2 separate regions of the Sus scrofa genome follow, and region 1 is linked to region 2. The links are chromatin contacts, called in public HiChIP or PLAC-seq maps. All regions are on one chromosome and are shown on one strand. The core of a region is the stretch at or near the end of the contact, and the rest is flanking DNA. Distances in the headings are between cores, read along the strand shown.

Region 1 (2,951 bases), core at 346-2,845, 80 kb before region 2:
CTGGGAGCAAGGCGGAGGCCAGTTCTGTGGGTCACCTTACCCTGCGGGTGGACAAATGGGACATGCATGGGACACAGTGAGCAGGTGGCCCAGCCCGCCAGCACCTCTGACCTGTGCCAATTTGAGTTTGGCTGAGGGTAGGATTGTTGAGGGAGGCTGGTGGCTGCAGGCCCCATGCGTCCCATGTGTCCTTGCTGAATGGCCAGATTGTGGGGTCCACTGTCTGAGGCTGAGTAGTTTCTGTAGCCATCGCTGACACCCCCAGCCAAGTCAAGGGGACCCAGAAGGACCACCACTGACTGCCTCCTCCTGGAGCAGGGACTTGGTGGATTTTCTGCTTGCCCCACAGCCCTGGGTCCCTCAGCGGTGACATGACCCACTGCATGCCGCCCATCACACCACCCCTGGGACACGGGGCAGGATCTGGTGCTGCCGTGTGAGGCCGTATGCCATGACCCCACTTCTCGCTGTCTCCCATCGGCACCTGTTGAGTGGAGAGAGGCTTATTCCTGGCATCCTCTGTGAGGCTGCAGTTCTGCCTGGGTCATGGGCAGCTCAGCCCCTGCATGCACCACTCATCCAGGACCCGACCAGCATCATGCAGGCCTTGCCACTGCCCTGTGGCTGCTCTGAGTCCCCGCCCCCACCCAGATCTGGCCTCTGACCACTTCCTCTCTGGATTCCCTTTTCTGGAGGGATACACTGCCTTTCTGTGCCCCAGGGCCTTTGTATGGCTGTCTCCTCTAGCCAGAATGTTCCCCGCAGCTCCTCCCTTAGAGGCTTTCATCCCTGGCTCTCACTAGCCGCACTTTCTTAGAGATCCCTCACTTCCTCCCATGTCATCACAAGGTGTGAGTCGCAGGGCTTCGTGTTCCTCCTGGCGCTTACCAAATCCCGAACGTAACCTCCTACTACTTATTTGTTGCTCTTTTTAGGGCCGCACCTGCAGCATGTGGAGGGTCCCGGGCTAGGGGTGGAATCGGAGCTGCAGCTGGGGGCCTGCCCCACAGCCACAGCAGTGCGATCCCAGTGGGATCTGTGACCATGCCGCAGCTCGTGGCGATGCCGGATCCTTAACTTGTGAGCCGTGGTAGCAACTCCATATCCTCCTTTCTTGTTTTAAACTTTAAAAATTGCGGTGTGGTTGATGTTTCCTGCTTGCTTATTTGTTTGTATTTTTGTCTTTTCCCTACTGCGCTTTAAGCTCCTTGAGGGCAGGGCTGGTCCTTCCTCCCAGCATGTCCCGAACTCCTTGTGAGGGCAGGGTGTCCTGCCCAGCTGGGGGACTCCCTGGAGGAGCTGGGCAGTCTCTTCCTGCAGACGCTGGTCCTGACCCCACAGCAGCAGGGCTTGTCCAGCCACCATTCCTTCCACATCTCTGCAGGTCCCTCTCCATCAGCGCTGGGTCAACAGCCCCAGGCTAAGACAAGAACCCCTACTTGGGTCCAGCAACCCTTCCCTGTCCCTGCAGCCGCGTTTTGTCCTGGAGGCCACCAGGTGGCGTCGCAGGCCCACGCGTGATCGGCGAGGACTGCGGAGGCGCCCCGGCTCCTGTCTCCAGGAGGCGGTGGGGCGGGGGTCGGAGCCTTTCGGGAGGTAAGGGTTTGCATCTGGCGAGCTGCTGAGGGGGGCCTGAGTCATCCAAGCGGCTCAGGTGGTGTCCTGTGAGGGGGCGGCAAATTCCTGGGGCTGGGAGTGCAGGGACCTGGGGGGGGGGCTGGGGGAACGCGGGGACCGGGAGCACAGGCACCGGGGTGGGGGGCTGGAGGACGCGCGGCGACGGGGAGCGCAGGGACGGGGAGCACAGGGACCAGGGTGGGGGGCGCGGGGACTGAGGACGGGGATCGGGGGCGTGGGGATGGGGAACTCAGGGACCCGGGTGGGGGCGGAGAGCACACGACCGGGCGGGGGCGCGGGAACCCAGGGCGGGGGCGCGGGAACCCAGGGCGGGGGCGTGGCTGCCGCTTCCACCCCCGCCGATTCCCCGAAGTGACGGCGCCGGCTCGCGGGAGGCGGGGGAGCGGGGAGGCCCGGAGGCCGGGAGGCCGGGAAGTGGGAGGGGCGCGGGCGCAAAGGTCTGTCGGGCCCTGAGGGCAGCAGAGCTTTGTTTGTGAGAAGAGGTGAAAGTACAGGAGACGCGAGGGTGGGTTTGTGGGCGTGCTCCCCTCTGAGACCAGCAGAGGAAGAGGGGGGGCGGCGGGGACTGGGGCATCTCCTTTGCTGAACTTGTGACGGGGAGCCCAGCTTAGAAAAGGGGCCACGGGTGGGGCCCCAACATTTCCCCTCAGATCTGAGCCTTGGGGAGCCCCTCCAACCTCCGGCTGCGAAGGCAGCTCCCTGGAGCCTGCCTGAACCTCAGAGCCGGTGAGCCTGCTGGCAGCGGTCTGGGTGCCCTGTCTCCCTAGACCACGGGCCATCTGGTGAGGAGGAGGAGGAGGAGGAGGAGAGGGGCTGCAGGCGGTAGGAGGTGGCCCTTGGGGCAAAGGTGATGTGGGCGCAGAAGCCTTCGATTCCTCTGCTCGGGTCTGCAGGCCCCTGTGGGAACACCCGAGGATGTGTTGTGGGCAGTGGGGTGTTGTTTCCCCCTGACCAGGGGCTCTGTCCTCTAAAACCGTTTTAGGTTCACTTGTCAGCCTGCACGTGGGTGAAATCTCCTGCCTTTCAGCTCCTCCCAGAAGACCCCTCCCAACCTCCAAAGAGATAAGCAGGGCCCAGCCCCCAGGCCCCGGCCTTTGCTTCCTTAACCAGTGTGGCCTGATGCCAAGGTCCCACCAGGCTGCCCCGCTGAGAAGCAGCGTCCACCAGGCTGGGCCCTGCCTCCCTCCAGGTGGCAGCCCTGTGGGGACCCTCTGCGGGGGGCTGGGGGTCTTCGCCCCCTTAACATCTTGACATGGACAAGAACAGACTGTTCTTCAGACGAACTGGGGCCCCGGTTCCCATCTCATCCTGCT
Region 2 (2,743 bases), core at 201-2,700:
TGGCCATACAGGTACCTGCAAGGGCATGGCTGTGTCTCAGGGACCGGCTCCACCTCCCGCCACCCGGCCGCCCCCTGCCCCCTCCTCACCGGGCTCCCTGGAAGTCAGGACCCAGGTGCAGGTCCAGGTCGGGGCTTTCTGGGGAGAAGGCTGACCGCAGCCGCACTGTGATGGGCCAGCTCCTCGCAGCCAGGCGGGTGATGGCCACGCTGAAGGTCAGGACGTGAGGCAGCACGCGGTGGGCACAGATGCGCTGGGAAACCCGGAAGCTGGGGCCCTCCAGGGTGTGCAGAAAGGAGCCTGGGGCAGGACGGAGGGGAGGGCAGGGCCATTCACCCACCCAGCTTGGGGCCGCCGAGGACAGTCCCAAGCTGCCACCTTTTTGAGCTGGGAGTGGAGCCCCAACTGCCGTCCGGGAGCTACAGCCACACAGGAGGCCCCAGGCTCCTGGCCGTTCAGGAGGCCCGCCGGCTAAAGACCTCACAAAGGGGCTGCTCAGGGCCTTCTTTCTTTGGGAGCCGGCCGTCCCGAGTGAGGACGGGGCCCCTGGCGGTTCTCCCACTCACCTGGAGCAGTGGTGGGAGGTGTGGGGCCCGGTAGGCGGGGGCTACCTGTGTTAGTGTCCAGGGCGAAGGTGTTGATCAGCTGCTCTCCTGCCCCTGCAGGGGCCTCCAGCTGGACATTGAGGGGACTGGGCAGAATGGCCCGGTGCGTTTCCCCCGAAGCCCCATTGTACACGCCACTCACATGCAGTGTGTCATGATACACGCGTGTGCCTAAGTAGGCGTTGGTCACGGTGGCCAAGAGGCGGGGGTCACTGGGCAGAGAATGGGCAGTGAATACGGTGGGGTCCCTGCCAGCATCCTCCATGGAACACTTTGCTCAGTGGAGCGGCCTAGAGAAGGGGGAGTCAGAGGGCCCCACAATTGGCTGGGCTGCTCTCTTCTGACAGCCTCTAAACCCCAAAGCCGGCCTTGGAACTTGGCTGATGGCACTCACAGGTGGAGGGAGGGGTGTGGGCCCACTTGGGCAGCCCTGATTTTCCAGGCCTCCTACTCTTAAGCCCCCTCAGGAAACACCCTCACCCTGAGATGCTCGCCGACCGCCCCCCACCCCCAAGTACTGATCTCCAGGGACCGAACGGAGTCCCCAGATTCCCACCTGAGGACCTCAATCCTAACCCTTCCAGCTCTCTCCAGGTGGCGCAGCCACGGCCCTGTCCTGCTGGTGGGAAGAGAGGGGACTTCAGCCCAGGGGACTCGTCCTCAGGAAGCCAGACGGAGTTTGGGGTGGGGGTCTCTGGGGCTCACCGCAGCCTTGTGGGTCCCTGGGCTGCAGCCGGGTCAGCGCCACCCCTCCGCCACTGGAGAGAGAAGTAGCCGAGCGGCCGAGTCAGCCGGAAGGCCCCGCGGTCCCCGTCCAAGGGCCTCGCGGGGCGGGCCTCAGCGCTTCCCCACCCCTGGGGCGGGACAGGATGCAGCCTCCGCCGCCCCGCCTGCAAAGCCGCCCGGTGGGTCACGGACCTGCTGGGCGTGGCTTGGGGGAACCCGCAGGAGGAGCCCAGTGCAAAGGGTGGATCTGAGAGGGCCCTGGGGCTTTCGGCTGAGGTGGCCCCTCTCCCGGCTCCCATTCCTCCCTGGCTCCTGGACGGAGAGGGCAGGCTGGAGACCCCGGTGCCGGAGACCCTCCTGCCTTTCTCAGGGCGGCTTTCTGGCTCTCCCCAGCCTCTTCTCTCAGTCTCTGTCTCCTTCCTTGTCCCCCTGCCCCGTCTGGCCCTTGTCTCTCTAGCCCTGATCTGACCCAGATGACGATGCTGTCTGCTTGTCCAGCCAGATGTGTCCCCCAAACCTGCTCTTCCTGTGGCCTCCTCCAGCACAGGCAATGGTGACTTCACCTGTCCAGCTGCTCAGGTGCCCTGTGTCCCCACACTCACATCCGTCCAGGAGGCCCCCTTCCAGAGCAGGCTGGCTCTCACCATCCCCTCTTAGAGGTCCTCCTGGGTCGGTGCAGTCCTGCTCTGGCCCTCACCGTCCTTGTTAGCAGGGCCACAGCCACCCTGTGAGGGATCAGAGTCTGCTAGGAGCGTGCAGTGGTGCCCATCTCAGCGGCAGGATGAGCCATCCAGGGCTCCCTCCCCCAGCCCACTGCTGCCACCCAGGCTTCCTTGCTGCTTCTGCACTGTTCTAAGTGTGCACTTAGTCAGGGACGGGGTGTGTCCATCTGTTGCAGTCTAACCCCCAGTGTGAAGGTACTTGGAGCTGGGGCCTTTGGGGCATAATTAGCTCAAAAATTGTCAAGAATGGGATTTGTGCCCTTAGAAGAGGCCCGAGAGCTTGCTCTCTTTCCAGCCTGGCTGGACACAGCCAGAAGACAGCCACCCGCAACCAGGAAACACCAAATGGACGGGCATCTCGACCTTGGACTGCCTGTCCTCCAGGACTGTGAGAAACGCACTTCTGTTGTGGACAAGCCACGCAGTCCAGGTTGTAGACGCCCCAGCCGGCAAAGCCACGCCCTGTCACGGCCCTTCCACGGCCTCCACTGCCATTTCTTCAAGGCACCTTGAGACCGCTCCCTCACTTCCGTCCGCCCCACACGCCCCATCCTCACCTGGATGTCCCCAGACTCCTCACGGTCAGAGGAACCCCCGGCTCCACCCCCAGCCCTGCTTCCCTTCCTCCACAGCCCCTGTCTGCCGCCTGGAAGGCACTCGAAGAGGGCAGAAGTTTTATCTGTTTTGTGA

The links. HiChIP or PLAC-seq counts read pairs in DNA pulled down with a chosen protein or histone mark.
Region 1: an H3K27ac HiChIP or PLAC-seq map of skeletal muscle shows a contact between it and region 2, with 5 times the contacts expected there. The contact joins the enhancer-like site here to the promoter of PGGHG in region 2. A contact is called at or near these places in 3 of 5 promoter capture datasets (fetal liver, fetal skeletal muscle and liver), 7 of 47 Hi-C or Micro-C datasets (blood, embryonic fibroblasts, heart right ventricle and 4 more) and 1 of 2 datasets of contacts at active chromatin or transcription factors (skeletal muscle).

What each region holds. Positions count from the first base shown.
Region 1 is chr2:178,090-181,040 of Sscrofa11.1, reverse strand. It overlaps LOC102166195 (a long non-coding RNA gene), which reads left to right. Exons shown (of 4, transcript XR_002341370.1): 2 at 1,385-1,596. It overlaps LOC110259204 (a long non-coding RNA gene), which reads right to left. Exons shown (of 4, transcript XR_002341372.1): 4 at 1,955-2,951. Among named protein-coding and RNA genes, the nearest start is that of B4GALNT4, 13 kb to the left of the region's middle. Within about 2 kb of position 1,595, at least 54 of the 83 cell types and tissues checked have an H3K27ac peak or open chromatin away from gene starts, as enhancers often do. A contact at or near this core is called in fetal liver, liver, mesenteric adipose tissue and 3 more, where this site is marked.
Region 2 is chr2:97,961-100,703 of Sscrofa11.1, reverse strand. It overlaps PGGHG (protein-glucosylgalactosylhydroxylysine glucosidase), which reads right to left and starts at 1,450. Exons shown (of 15, transcript XM_005655041.3): 1 at 1,311-1,450; 2 at 1,162-1,221; 3 at 612-895; 4 at 90-300; 5 at 1-15. The coding sequence starts at 870.